Regions from separate parts of the Dromaius novaehollandiae genome. Here region 1 is linked to region 2. The links are chromatin contacts, called in public Hi-C maps. All regions are on one chromosome and are shown on one strand. The core of a region is the stretch at or near the end of the contact, and the rest is flanking DNA. Distances in the headings are between cores, read along the strand shown.

Evidence for each region. A called contact is a pair of places that touch in the nucleus more often than the background predicts.
Region 1: a contact with region 2 is called in a Hi-C map of brain, with 4 times the contacts expected there. The contact joins the enhancer-like site here to the promoter of ANOS1 in region 2. A contact is called at or near these places in 2 of 4 Hi-C or Micro-C datasets (brain and liver).

What each region holds. Positions count from the first base shown.
Region 1 is chr1:140,871,835-140,878,722 of bDroNov1.hap1, reverse strand. LOC112989574 (a long non-coding RNA gene) reads left to right here. Exons shown (of 13, transcript XR_010385830.1): 7 at 1-31; 8 at 917-1,099; 9 at 2,882-3,011. Among named protein-coding and RNA genes, the nearest start is that of PNPLA4, 22 kb to the left of the region's middle. Within about 2 kb of position 3,857, at least 1 of the 2 cell types and tissues checked has open chromatin away from gene starts, as enhancers often do.
Region 2 is chr1:140,361,952-140,368,712 of bDroNov1.hap1, reverse strand. ANOS1 (anosmin 1) reads right to left here and starts at 1,969. Exons shown (of 14, transcript XM_064500789.1): 1 at 1,568-1,969. The coding sequence starts at 1,765.

The sequences.
Region 1 (6,888 bases), core at 2,608-5,107, 510 kb before region 2:
GGAAAGGAGGAAACACAGAAGTAAAAGAAAGGTGAGTAGAAAAGCAGATGAAACAAGACATCCTAGAAGAAGCTAGAATTTAGAGAAGTACTCGCATGTGGCAATTGCCCCATCCTAAGCCTTATGCTGTCCTTTTTCTAAAGTATACAACCTGAATGAATCTGTAATTGTTGGCAGGGTTAAGATGAATCATATTCTACATGGACCTTTTTTTTTTTTTTTTTTTTTGATTTTCAAGGTAGAAATAAAGCCTAGTGCAGGTATTAAATAGTTCAGAACTGTAAAACATTTCCATATATATGTGCATGCATGTATGTGTGTCTACATGTATCTGTCTATATATCTCCATAGAGATATTTCTTGCCCACCGTTGTCTGCACTGTTGCCCCTCAATTCATGAACTGAGACTACTAAATCAGAGATTGAGCTAAATCTGCTTACTGATGTTTGTTTAATGAGATTCTATGGTCTAATTTCATAAGCCCACTGTATTTCCAATTCACTTGCTTGGAAGCCTTGAATTTATGTCTAACGGGTAAAAAAATAGCACTTGACCTACTTGATCAGTCACTACTAATTAACCAGCTACAATAGTTGTTTATGTAATTGAAGGAAAAAGTTTATGATCAAAGCCTTAGAGCTCTCTTCTCCTCCTCCAAAATGGTGATAGGGTGCTGAAGAGCAAGTCAATTTAAAATTAGCAGAAATTGTTCATAAATATAAAACTACATTGAAACATTGTTTATTTACTTCTGTAATCTATCATATATTTACATAGCTTCATGCAGCTGAATCACCATCCTCTTAATTTACTGTCGCAACTATATAGAAGCATTTTCATTGGTAGGACAGGTTATTGCATAAAGACATCAGTTTAGTAGTTTTTAGATATCACATTTCACATTTTTGGGTGCAGGGAACCATGCCTACAGACTGAGATGGAAGAGAAAGCACTGCCTCCTCTGTGTTACATATATGTGTGATGGATACATTTGAAGCTGTATTTGTCCCTGCATGAAGACTGCGTGTGTCACACAAAAAATGAAGAAACCTTCCCTTGGATCCACTCCTTCTTACTTCGACCTTGGCCTTTTCTGGTGTGATTATGTTGTAATTACTTCATGGAGCTTCAGCTTAATGTGTTTCCAGAGTTTAATGCAGTAGGAAACATGTCACTTCAACTAACGTAATCAAATATTACCTATGAACAGCAATCATGATATCTCCTTGCTCTTTCCCATTTTTGACATGCTTACTTCATCAAGCTGCTAGTCTGAACAATTTTCACAAATCTCCCAATTTATCTAGTTATAACAGTGTGATTAGGATAGACAAGTGATCTGAGACCATGTAATCACTGTAATGATGCCATGTTGGATGACTTCAAGCCTCCACCTCGGTCTCAGAGGTTGACATTGTCTCCTCAGTTTTTTCGATCATCTGTTCCATAGTTCCCTATCTGAATCTATCAGGGGGGATGAGCATCCATTATTTGACAAAGTCTGTTCTGAAATATAATGCTAATCAATTAAAGTCAGTGATCCAGCTTCATGTTTAACATACATTGGTGATATCCTCCTAAACAGGGGTAGGTAGTTCACAAAACCTAGTATTCTGAGATACTTTATATACTTTTTCTCTTCTGTCCATTTAAGAAAAATAATAACAAGATGCAGTTCATTTGAGACTGAGGACAGAAGTTTTGGTTTCAAACTTAAGTAGAGTACCATCTCATTCCCCTCCAGTTTAAATCTTTTGAGAATATAGGCTGAGACACAAGTTTTCACTAACCCCTGTGAGGTCCTTTGTTCTGTCTTATGTGTATTCTCGATCTAAGATACAGCATATATAACTCTCTTCTTCCTCTGTCTTCTGTTTTCTATTTTATATGTCTGTTATGTGATTCAAACAGTACTTTGCAATTAACAGGGTTTTTAGAAACTCCGATAAAATGCTCCACTCCGAGAGATAAAGAAAATACTATAGAGAAACAGAGGATCTTTTATACCTGCAGGGGGCATTGCAATACAAAGAAAGGGAGCAATGGAAGCTGGCAAGGCTTTTCAACCAATTTGTCTGATAAAATTTTATGATATTTGCCTATCAGATTTGGACTCTTCCCCCCCCTCCCCCCACAAAATAGCAATAGATGTATATTGAAGACATTAATGAACTTTTTCTCCACTGTTTCTGAAGGAACATTAGGAAGAGGATTTAAATTACATTGTGAAGGACGCTCTTCAGTATTCTTGCACCTACTGATATAGATGAGGATGATTGGGATGATGCTGTTAAAATGGGATATAGCAAAAAAAGATACAGTTTCTTTAGTATTTCATCAAGAGTTTGTAAGTGACCTACTAATAACATTTCAAACATCTTCCCTAATGTGATGATTCTAATTAGCCTGTAGATCTTATGAATCTCTCTCTGTCACTATAACTTTTTATAGCTATAACTATATATACAGTTATCTAGAGAGAGAGACAGGAAATGAGAAATCGCATCTCAGTTGGCAAGCAGTTCTAGTTAGGTAAGGTGTTATTCTTATGTACATATATGAGAGTGCTGTTGGAAAACTCACTTTCTAGAATTCATTAAATATAGCTTTCATTACGTATTGTTTATAGTAGGATTTTGCAGACATTATAACCTATAATGTGTGTAACCCAGTTCATGTAACTTTTTCACTGATAAGGAATGGATTCTTACAGATGTAAACATTGGGATTATGGAACAAAGCTCCTAAAATAGCTAAAACGTGTACATATGATTATGTATGCAAGCCAAATATGGTGATCAAATGGCCTGTTAGAGATGTCATCAACACTATGTGAACCATTCTCTTTGCTTCTTACTTATGGGAAATCTTTCTCCTTAGAAGCTGACAAGAAAGCTGCAACTGTCAGCAAAAAGGGAAGGCCGGACTTGAGAGCTGTCACTGGGAGGAAAAAGATCATTAGAGGAACTCACTAACCACTCACAATGAAGAGGCTAAACATACTCCATAGGTATAGTAATATAGCTATAGTGGTAACTACATGATTGACTGTAGTTCTATGCAGTTTCAGCTTACTTTACTCCCTTTCACTCCTAAAATGCCAATTCCTGTCTCTCCTCCCTTCTCACAGTAGCAGTCAAATTATAATGACATATGTGTTAGTTGTAGTGTGATTTATGGTAGCAGGATGTTATCCTTTCAAAATGGAGTCAGTCTTCCTTGCAAATTCGTTTGGACACAGTTATGCTGAGGGAAAATGAAAGAAATGGTAGAATAATCATAAATTAGAGGCTTAACTGAAGGGAGATCATTTTTATTTCCAGGATTTAATTTTATCTGTAAACTCCTTATAAACTATATTGATTTGCTGGCTACTTCTTTGCAATCTTAAAGGAAAGGTTTGACACCTTGTCCCTGCTGTTCAGCATGTTGTGATTATTCCTTGATAAATTGCAATAACCTTTATGTTCTTCTTGCATCAGATCCCTATCTCTACCTTGTCAAAACTGAATGAAAGGCCATTAGAATTTGCTTACTATTTTTTTCTTCATTAGTGTTTCATACTTTTGGTAGCACTTTTTATAGCACTGTAAAGAAGAAAACATTGATTTGCTTTTACCCATTTTCTTCTTTCTTTGACACTGTTATAAAAAAAAAAAAAACAGGGATGTATTACTGTTCGGCATGGCCTAGCTTCAGATAACCCAAAGGAAAATATGTTATCCACTCAAAAACAGTGATGTTATCTGTTTCAGATGTGTGCTTAAGTTATACAAATTTCTTAACTGACATAACTTCCACATTTTTAAAGCTAGTTATAGAGCTACACATTGCCCCACCAGTTTGTTCAGGCAAGTCTGTACTTCTGTGTATAAGTGCCTCTTCACTTAGTCATCCGTATTCCATTAAGAGCCCTCTAGACTGAAAGCAGATGTATTTTTTTTTTTTAATGCTTAACAGAGCAACTGGTAAGTATCATAGCTGCAAACATTATGATGATCAAAGTAGGTTTCTATGACTATTTTTGATCTATGTACCATTTCCAAAATGAGAAAATAGAGGAAGGAGGGAGATTTTGATAGCATTCACTAAATGAAAGCTAGCCAAATAGTGAACAATATGAAACAGCTTAATTCCTAATTAGTTAAAGATTTGCTTGCTTCATCTGGACCTCACTTGTTACTGATGTAATAATGCTTATGCTTGGAAGGGAACAGATACCACTAAGTTTCTTTAGATGACAGAGGGAAGAGTCATCACCTCTTGACACATATTTGTTATAGTTTCCCTTTTGGTCTGGAGGTGTTAAAGGTCAGGGCTCTGGCATTCAGGTTGAATCTCAAGAATTCATACTTGAAGCTTTGGCTTAAAATACATTTTCCACATTTACCACAATATGAAGCCCTTTACAAGTGTTGTGTGAATAGGATAATTATTTCTTTGTTCATGGGGACATGACAAGACCCAAAACTTAGAACTTTACGGACAAGGATGATGGAATAGAAAATTACAAATACAAGTCTATTTGTTGTCATAGAGTATTTCCATTTTGTATCACTTTGGAGGCCTCCAGCTCACCTCTTTGCCCTCCATTAGAGAAAGACATACCAAGGCAAATGTAGTACAATAAAGTGAAAAGAGAAAATATGCATCTTTTTTTAAAAAAATGGTGTTTACTTATAGTAGTAAGTTACGGACAAGATTCTTCAATGCTCAAATCCTTTAAGCTAGAGTGATATCTATTTAAAAGATATGCTGCAAATCAGGAAGATGTAAGTGATTTACTAAATCTTTTATTATTGAATGTGAAAGGAATCCAAAAGCTAACATTATAAAATCATAATGTCCTTCGTTAACTATAAAATACTTCGTCATTTGATGTAGATCCAAACGTGTGCATTTTTCACACTAGTCTGGTGTGGTAATTGCATTTGACTAATGTATTTTTAGCACAAAGACAATTGTAGATTTAATTCTCCAATGAAAAGTAGTCTGTCACTCCTCAATATTATTATAGTAGGATCTATACCTAGAACAGTAATATCAGAAGACAAATTTGGGGAAAATTTGTTAAATTTTTGAACCTTGAGTTAGCTGATCAATGGCCAAAAAAGTGTTAATACTGTCAGTGCTTTGCAGTAGGGGTCTTTAGTAGCAACCCACAGAAAAATCTCTTGAATCCAGAAGCTGTCCTTTTTTCTGTCTCACATGAGCTTGAGATGTGACTCTCACTGTTGTTTTTTGTTTTTCCTTATTATTGCTATTGCCAAGGATCCAACAATTAGCCACAGTGAACAACACTGATTTTCTGTAGTGATTGTTACCCACAGCACTTTGAAATAACCACTCTACCTCACTGGTAATCCCACAATCCTATTAGATCTTTAGATCTGCCAGTCTTCCACATACTAAAGATAACCTTCCTGGGATAGAGATTTAACAACTCTTGTTTCTTTTCTTCATTTTTGGGAGAATTCAAGGCACATTTCCTTCTCATAGGGAACTTGCTTGCCTTCAGCTAGTCAGCCCACAAAGAACTGATTCTTTTACTTCCTTCTTAAACTGTATTGCATTAGATGGTGGCAGAAGCCACAAGACTAGTATCTGGCATATTACAAAGTAGCCTAGTATCTTGGCTAGAGGGGAAGAACATTAAAAAAAGGAGCACTTAGAACAGTGAGAGCATTTCTGCTGAAAGATCTCATGTTACTTTTGTAGGATCGCAATAGAAGAGGTCTTCAGCATGTTTCACCGATGTGCGATGAATCCAGAGGATTTGGCAAGAGGAAGGGTGAGAATTACCTAAGGCCTGATAGGAACAAGACATGTCATTTCATGAGAAATAAAGCTCATCCTTTGTCCTAGTCTTTAAGCCAGGTGTGGAATCAAGGAAGTGAATCATGCAAGAGAGTCACACACATAGTTGCTACAAGTCTCTTGGAGAAAGACACTATTTTGTAGTTAGGTGCCGATGACAGAAGGAAGTACAGATATTGACGGCAAGCCAATCCCTGATATCTTAGACCACAACAGAAAGTAACCCAGATTCCAGAGCTTTGATTACTCATGTCTCTAGGCAGCCAAGCCCCGTAGTCTGACATATTTCCCTTCTGTCAAAGAAGAATAAGTAGATTATTCCAACCTTCTCCATAAAAGTTTCTTCATTCCTTTCTCTACTCTCCCTTTCAGTTCACTTTTAACCCATTCCTTGGTCTACATAAGTCTTCTCCACGGCAGGATCCTTTCCTCCAAGAAGGAGCATTCTCTGCTGAAATGGCCTTCTAGCATTGTACAGAGTGGTTGAAATGCTTCAGAAGTGTACTAGTCAGGTGCAGGCCCAGTCACCTGACTCCGTAGTTCCCTTGATGCTTCATGAGGCAAAAGGGCTGAAAGAGAATCAGGTGTAAACAAAGCACTTACGGGAAATCTTAAAGGCTGTTCGGAAAAACACTTTTCAGGATAGTAGTGAGTCCTCCTTTCAGCCCCTTGCACAGCAAAGGAAAAATCGACTTGTGGCCAGAAAGTTAACACATATATTGCAAGGAGATTTCAGACTTTAATATGAGAAGCATATAGTCCTTCCTCTTAAAAATATCAGTAGCTACCTCATAGAAGAAAAATGATGTTTTACTCTTTCCTGGAATATATAGTTCCTTATTGGCCTAAGTAAGTCATGATCACATTTCCAAAACACATTATTAAAATTTACTAAATGGCATAAAATGTATAATATTTGTCTTGTATTTAAAGATTTTTTGTACATTGAGACAGCTAGTATCAACTAGTGAAACTTAATTTTTCACAAGGTAAGAGCTGGCTTATGCCAGGCATGGTGTGAATATGAATATGTTTGCCTGTCTGTGACTTGACATTATATAGTAAAAACT
Region 2 (6,761 bases), core at 720-3,219:
TAAAACCCGAAGATTTGCAACTGATTACAAAAAAAACAAACAAACAAAAAAACCCACAGTTATTGACTCCTAACTGAGTAATTTGCAGTTTATTTCATCCCTGGCTAATTAAAATGTAATCACTATTGTTTGGCAGTGCATTCTGTCCGCAGTTTTACGTCGGAAAAGAAATCATGCCAAGACGACACAAAAAAAACCTTTCACTAGGAATTGGCTTGATCTAAACTGCCTCTTTAGCCACTGAAACTGTAAAACAAGTCGGTTACAATCGCCTGACAACGCAATAAAAAACAATACTAATCCCTCTTCAAGATAATGAACTGCTTTAATGAGTCCCCTCCTTTCGAGGCATCCCGCGAAGCGGAGACCACATTCACAGGAAGCGCTGCGCTGCCCCAGACGCAGCGGAGCTGCCGGCTAAGCCGCCGCGGGCGCGGCGCGGGGAGTTGCCGCAGGTCCTGGCGTCGCGCAGGCAGGCGGACCAGCGCCTCCTCCGCGCCGCCTCGAGGTGCGCGCCCGGCCCGCCTAGCGCAGACACAGGCACCGAGCAAGTCCCGCTGAAACAGGGCACGTTCGGCTTTTCTTTCCGTTTTTTTTTTTCTAAATCGGGTTATCCTTCAATGTCTCTCTGCATGCCAACACCTTAGCCCTCAGAGCTGCTTTGCGCAAACATTTATGCGAGTAGTTTTGGTTTATAATTCACAAGAAGGCACAAGGGAAGCAAGAAGCGCGTCCCCGCTTAGTCCCCTTCACGTTGCAGAGACGCGCTATCCCGAAAGGTGGAGGTGGCTCCGTTTCCTCCCGGTTCCCTTCCTAAAAGGGGCTGGGAGGGAGGCAGCGCAGGCAGTCCAGAAGGGTTTCCATCGTTTCTTCGGGTCGGGTCGGCTGAATACTTGCACAAAGCAGAACAGTTGGGGAGGAGAGCAGGGAAAGGTGCATAACTGGAGGTGGGAAACGAGGGGCGCACATCCCTGCTGTCACACCACCTCCCGCGCTGCTTCAGCAGCTTTCACGGCTCCCTCTCTCTCCGCGCGGTCCATTTTATCTTATTCCCCCAACTCCATCCCCATTTTACCATCTCGTCAGGCACAAGCGTGTCCCTCTGTTTCAGAAATCATGCCTTGCCCCCGCCCTCACCTCCCAGGAGACCGCGGCTAAGCAGTACACGTTCCTGAGCATCAGTCTTAGAAAAAAAAATTAATAAAACTCAAACTTTGCAAGCGGCTTCGCGACGCCAAGCTCCCGACGCGCCTGCGGGAGCGGCGGGACGGGCAGCCCTCGCATCGCCGCGGAGCCCCTCGCCGGGCTCCCGCCGCGGCATCGCCCCGCCACCGCCGAGAGCACCTGTGGGCAGCGCCGTGCCGCCCCCGGTCTCCCCGTGCCGGGGCGAGCGTGTCACCGGGCGCGGCGGCAGCCTGCGGGCGAGCCCCGCGCCCTGCCGCAGAGCGGGGACGAGCCAGGCGGCCGCATCTGCCTCCGCCCGCCGTGCCGGGGCCCAGCGGCGCCCGCCCGCCCGCCGCGCAGGGTGACGGCGACGGGACGTCCCTCGGCGGCGCCATGCCCCTACCTGGAAATGCTTGAAGAAGGCGGAGATGCGAGTGATCTGCAGGCTCAGGCACCTGGAGGAGCATCTGGCCGCCGAGAAAGCCTCCTCCTGCCTGCGGGCAGCGGCGGCCGCGCCAGCCGCCGGCCCGGCGGGGCTGCCGCAGGCGGCCGTTACCCAGAGCAGCAGGGTCAGGGACGCGCCGGGCGCCCCGCGCACCATCGCACCGCGGGGCAGGCAGCGGGCGGCCGGGCCGGCGGGTGCGGAGGAGAGCGGGAGGCGGCGGCAGGGTCCCGTTCGCCGGGCGGTGCCGGGCTGCACTGGGTGCAGGAGCCTCCGCGCCGCGGAAACTAAACAAGAAAAGTTCAATCGCCCAACTCCGCTCGCCCCCGCCCGCCCCTCCGACCTCCCCTCCCCGGCCCACACCCCTCCCCCGCTCGCGGCAGGGGAGGGCCGCGGCTGACAGGCGGCTGCGCCATTGGCTGCGCCGCGCCGGAGTGACGGGACGGGGCGGGCGGGCTGTGCCGCCGCAGGCAGGTCGCGTCGCCGGCGGGTCGGCTCGGCAGCGCTCGCCCCCACCTGTGGGGCAGCGCCTGCTGAGCTGCCACCCTACGCCTCCACACACACGCACACACACACACGGTCGGAGTGGCCATGCAGGGCGCTCGGTTCGGCTCGGCTGGCGCCCACCTGGGCGCCGGGGACAGGCAGCCCCGCGCCGCTGGCACCGACCGTTAGCGGAGGGCTCCGGCGCCCAACGGTCGCGCCGTGCGAAGCCCTGAGCGGCCCGTCGCGCTGCCCTCCGCTCCGCTCGCAGCACGGCCCGCTCGTGGTTTGCGTTTCAGCAGCCTTGCCTCAGCCTGGCTAGGTGTGCGGGAAGTGGCTGAGCTGCCGTCCCTTGGAGTCTGATTTGTATTACGGACTTCTTTTTTTCTTTCTTAAGCGGGGGGAAAGTATGTGGTGAAGTTCTTGAAACTCCTTGTTTTTTGACAGAGAACCGAGTGCCGTGGTAAGCCCTTTTCTCAAGGTGAAAGCCGTAAAATCTTCCCTGATGAGTTACTTAAGAATGAAAATTTTCAATTCTTTAGTCCAATACCTTTGGGTAAATAGCTGCAAAATTGTAATAATGTCTTGAGCTTTAAAATGGCTACTCTACAGTATACAACAAGTATGCTCTTTCTCTGCTTTTTTAGTTCCTGTGCTGAAAGCGCATGCCACAGCATATAGCACAGAGGTTACATACTACATTCCTCTTCTGAAGTACAATACATGAACTCCTCCGGTTGCAATTATGTGCTACCAGAAGGAGCAAGTGAATCTTTTCTGCCTGCAATCTGTCGATTGATCTTCCTGAACTTGGAGATCTCAAGGTCGTATCAGCTGAAATAAGTAGTCTTTAGGCCACTTCAGGAACTATAAATAGTAGTTTAATGTGGTTATAGAACACTATATTAAATGGACTGCAGGAGTCTTCTTTGCTGAAACAGGCTTTAGCACAAGTTAAGTGCACATTGAGAAAATCTCCTAAAACAAAATGCAGCAAGGTCTTTGACCAATCTTGCTTATACTAATTTTACGCCTGGGTATAATCCTTCTCTTTATGGATGTCCTGAAATACACAAATGCAAAATAAAACATATTCCCCAAGGTCATCTTTTTAAGGAGTATGTGCATACACTTTCCATACACGTACAGATATGTAAAATGAAACCGAAGCATGTAGACCTTTGTTAAACCCAAACTAAGGAATTGGTTCTAGACGTAATTTTACTAACTTATCATAAATAACCACAGAGTAAAACAAGAACAGAGTTCTTGTCACAAGCATTTGCGACATATAATAGGAAGTGAGACAAAGTTTAAATATTATTTTGCAGCTTACAGTGGCTGAGCCAAGTTCTCCTGTCAGTTGACTAGAAATCTTCACTTGAAAGAAGCCAGTAGGCCAGATTCACTCCTGCAGGTGCTAACAAATTGAAATGACAATTTGTGTCCATCAGTGCTTGAGGGAGCACAGTTACCAGAAGACGAGGTCAGCTGCTACTTGCATAGACATTGCCCCAGTGCTTGCACTGTGTAAGCATTTTCCACAGGCTATTTTGGAAGTGCCCTGGTTAGGCAAGGAAGACTGTTTCAGCTATACTTCCAGAAGTCTTCCTCATCTTTGGAGTTGCAGTGACTACTTACCACTTTTAATGAACAGAGGTCACTCACTGGTAGCTCAAAAACAGTTCCCAATTCTGAATGATTTCCTCCCACTGGAGAACCAGTTAGGGTTCTGCTGACAGCAGCTAATGCACTTATCCTAATCCAGCACCTCTGTATTTAAAAAGAAAACACGTTCACATTATAGAACAGCATAAAAGTAAAAGTGTGGCCCTAGCAGTATTGTGACAAATAGCGATGAGCCCATTCAGGCCTAAATATTATGTTCAGGACTTCCCACTTTCTATCTGACTAACTTTCAGGAAGGCTTTATTAAACCTTGACTAAAAATTTGGCAACCTCTTTCCCTGAGTCAGGAAAAGAAAATTGCTTAGCTGATTCGTAGTGTTTAGAGGTATACTAAATGTTTTCAACTGCCATATTTTAGTAGATAATAAGAAATGCCTGAGAAAATATGTAACTATCTATAAATCCAGAGAGGGCAGATGGTTCTATAGATATATCCCCAGTGTTAATGCTAATGCAATTTATGTGACATGTTAGAAACCCCAGCTTTAACTAAAAGGGTATGAATTCAGTTTCTTTTGTATAAAGTCTAGTAGCAAAGGGCACAGAGCCCTTAATAATTAAAAAGTTCATGAATACACAGTTTACTCAGTTGTTTGTGTTTGAAAGGTCATGGTTACAGAGATCATCAGCACAGTCTGTGAGTTCCTTTTAAGTGAAGGCTGACTTGGTTAGCACACAAAAGACTGGCTGTTCAATTCCAGTAAAACTGAATTCACACAGGAGCTGTGCCCTTACATGGAGATTAAGAAACAGGCTTAGTTCCTCAAGAATTTTGTAGGTAATCAAAAACCACTATGGGCTAAATAACTGATAGACTAATAAGATATACAGGTTTGTAAATACACTTGTATTAAGGAGGTGTACTAAGGAGTTTGACATATGGAAGTAAATGAGATATACAAACCAACAAATCTTTGGAGATAACTAGGAAATCATTTTAGTTGCTCAGAGACAGGTTTGGACCTTTCAGAACTCCCATGTAATATCATGGTAATTTTTTAAGGCAGACAAGATTCCTTTTAGTTAACTTTTCAGATTGCTTCTCACAACTAATTTCCTTTTTTTCTGAATCACAAATTATTTCCCATCTGACTTTTGTTACTTGTGTGAAGGTTCCTTTTTTTTCTTGTGATCAAAATAGTATCTATAAACATATAAATAAACATAATAGACACAATATTCTTATTTTTTGCTCACTGATTTTTTTGGTCAGTAAATGAAATTAAATAATCTTTTTGAATTAGAAGTAATACCTATAAATTATAGCAAATAATAAAAGCATTGCTCTTATGTTAAAATACAGTGATTAGTATCCCCTCTATGCTTCAAACCAGTGTGACATACACAGCTGACAATGTAAACACAAGCTTTTTTGAAGACCAGCTTTACAAAATCGAGGGCTGCTTTTTTACAGGAGACAGCGCCACATACTGGTTTTGTGAAGTGAGAACTACTCTACATTGCACTGAATTATTTCTTTTTAATGAGTTGCTTTTAATTGATTTTAAATTAAGCTGACTGCATCTTAAGTAACTGTTTCTTATTGTAGGGAAATTACCAACACTAGGTTCTGATTTCAGGTAAATAAATAAGGGAGATAATGTTAATGTTAAAATATTTGTTATTTTCGTATAAACCACCATATTCCAATTCACTGATTTAATTTATTATATTAAATGGCCCTAATGTGCCAGTCTTTACTCAGTTCTCTTTGGCTTTAATGCTGTTATAAAAACAAATAATTATAGCTCCAGTTACAACACTTGAACAATGCAATTATTTAAATGAGCAAATGTATTTTCAAGTGCATTTCCCAAATAATAAAAAAAGAAAGCTAAATAGAAAACAGTTACCTTGAAAACAAGTTGCTTGCCACAATCTCTGTTGAAGTCTTAGGGGGATTTTGACAGACATACTTACAGTAATACAGCTTATATATGAACTTTTTGAAGATCAGTAGTCTATCTGTTTTCTTAATAAATTCACGGCCACAGGTTGAAAAGACTATTGCATGTCCCATCTACCCTGCATATTGACTTTGCTAGCATTTAGAACACACACGAGAAAGGTAATATACAAGAGAGATACAATAATTTGGAGGTAACATAAACATTTTGGAATCTATCTTACCATTATTTATAGACTTGCAAAGTTATAGGAGATGTCTTACTTATCTGCAATTTTATTCTCCTCCTATATTATCTCTTGATAATTCTTGCAGCAGTGCAGCAAAGAAACTACAGAAACTAGAAATCTGCTCGATATTGGTCTTTAATTTGCTTTCTGAATTTTGGAGCCAGCTTGTGTCTTCTGTAGTTCACCACTCCTCAAGGGAAGGTGAAAAAATTTAGCATGGAAAAGTAAGTCATTTTGAAAAATACTTCCATGAAATGGTTTCCTTCTGTAAGTAAAACAATGGAAGCCAGAACTGAAATGGAAAGAATGAATTTATGCCAGAAATTATGCTTTGTGTGGACAAACACTCATGCCTGTGGCTGGGAGGATGACAGACTTTGCACATTTCTTCAGGTACCTAATACTAACACAACTGCTGTACTAAAGGCAGCACCATAACTCTTCTTTTACCTGTGCTCCCAAAGGTGGCCTGTAGCATTCCTGCCACATGGGATCCCTGAAGATATGGACACCGCAACTCCTTTTGAGGAATAGGATTTTGCACAGTCCTGCCTCAGGCCTGTAGGTAAACTCCAGAAATCTATCTGTATATTTCATAAAGCTGATATTCTTCATTCCTAGATGTGGAATTGCAGTCTTTATGCAGCCTTTCAAACTGCTCCCTCCCAGGAGCAAGGGATGTGAGAGGTAGTAAGAGTGTTAGTACTACAATTACCAGTTGTAGTGGAAGCCAAGACAAAATACTGGTTCACTGTTCCAAAAATCTCATCACCTGTATCTAAAGAAAGAGACAATAAATGTCTATGCCAAGATTGCTGGGGAGATGCAGAAAACCAATTAGATGGTT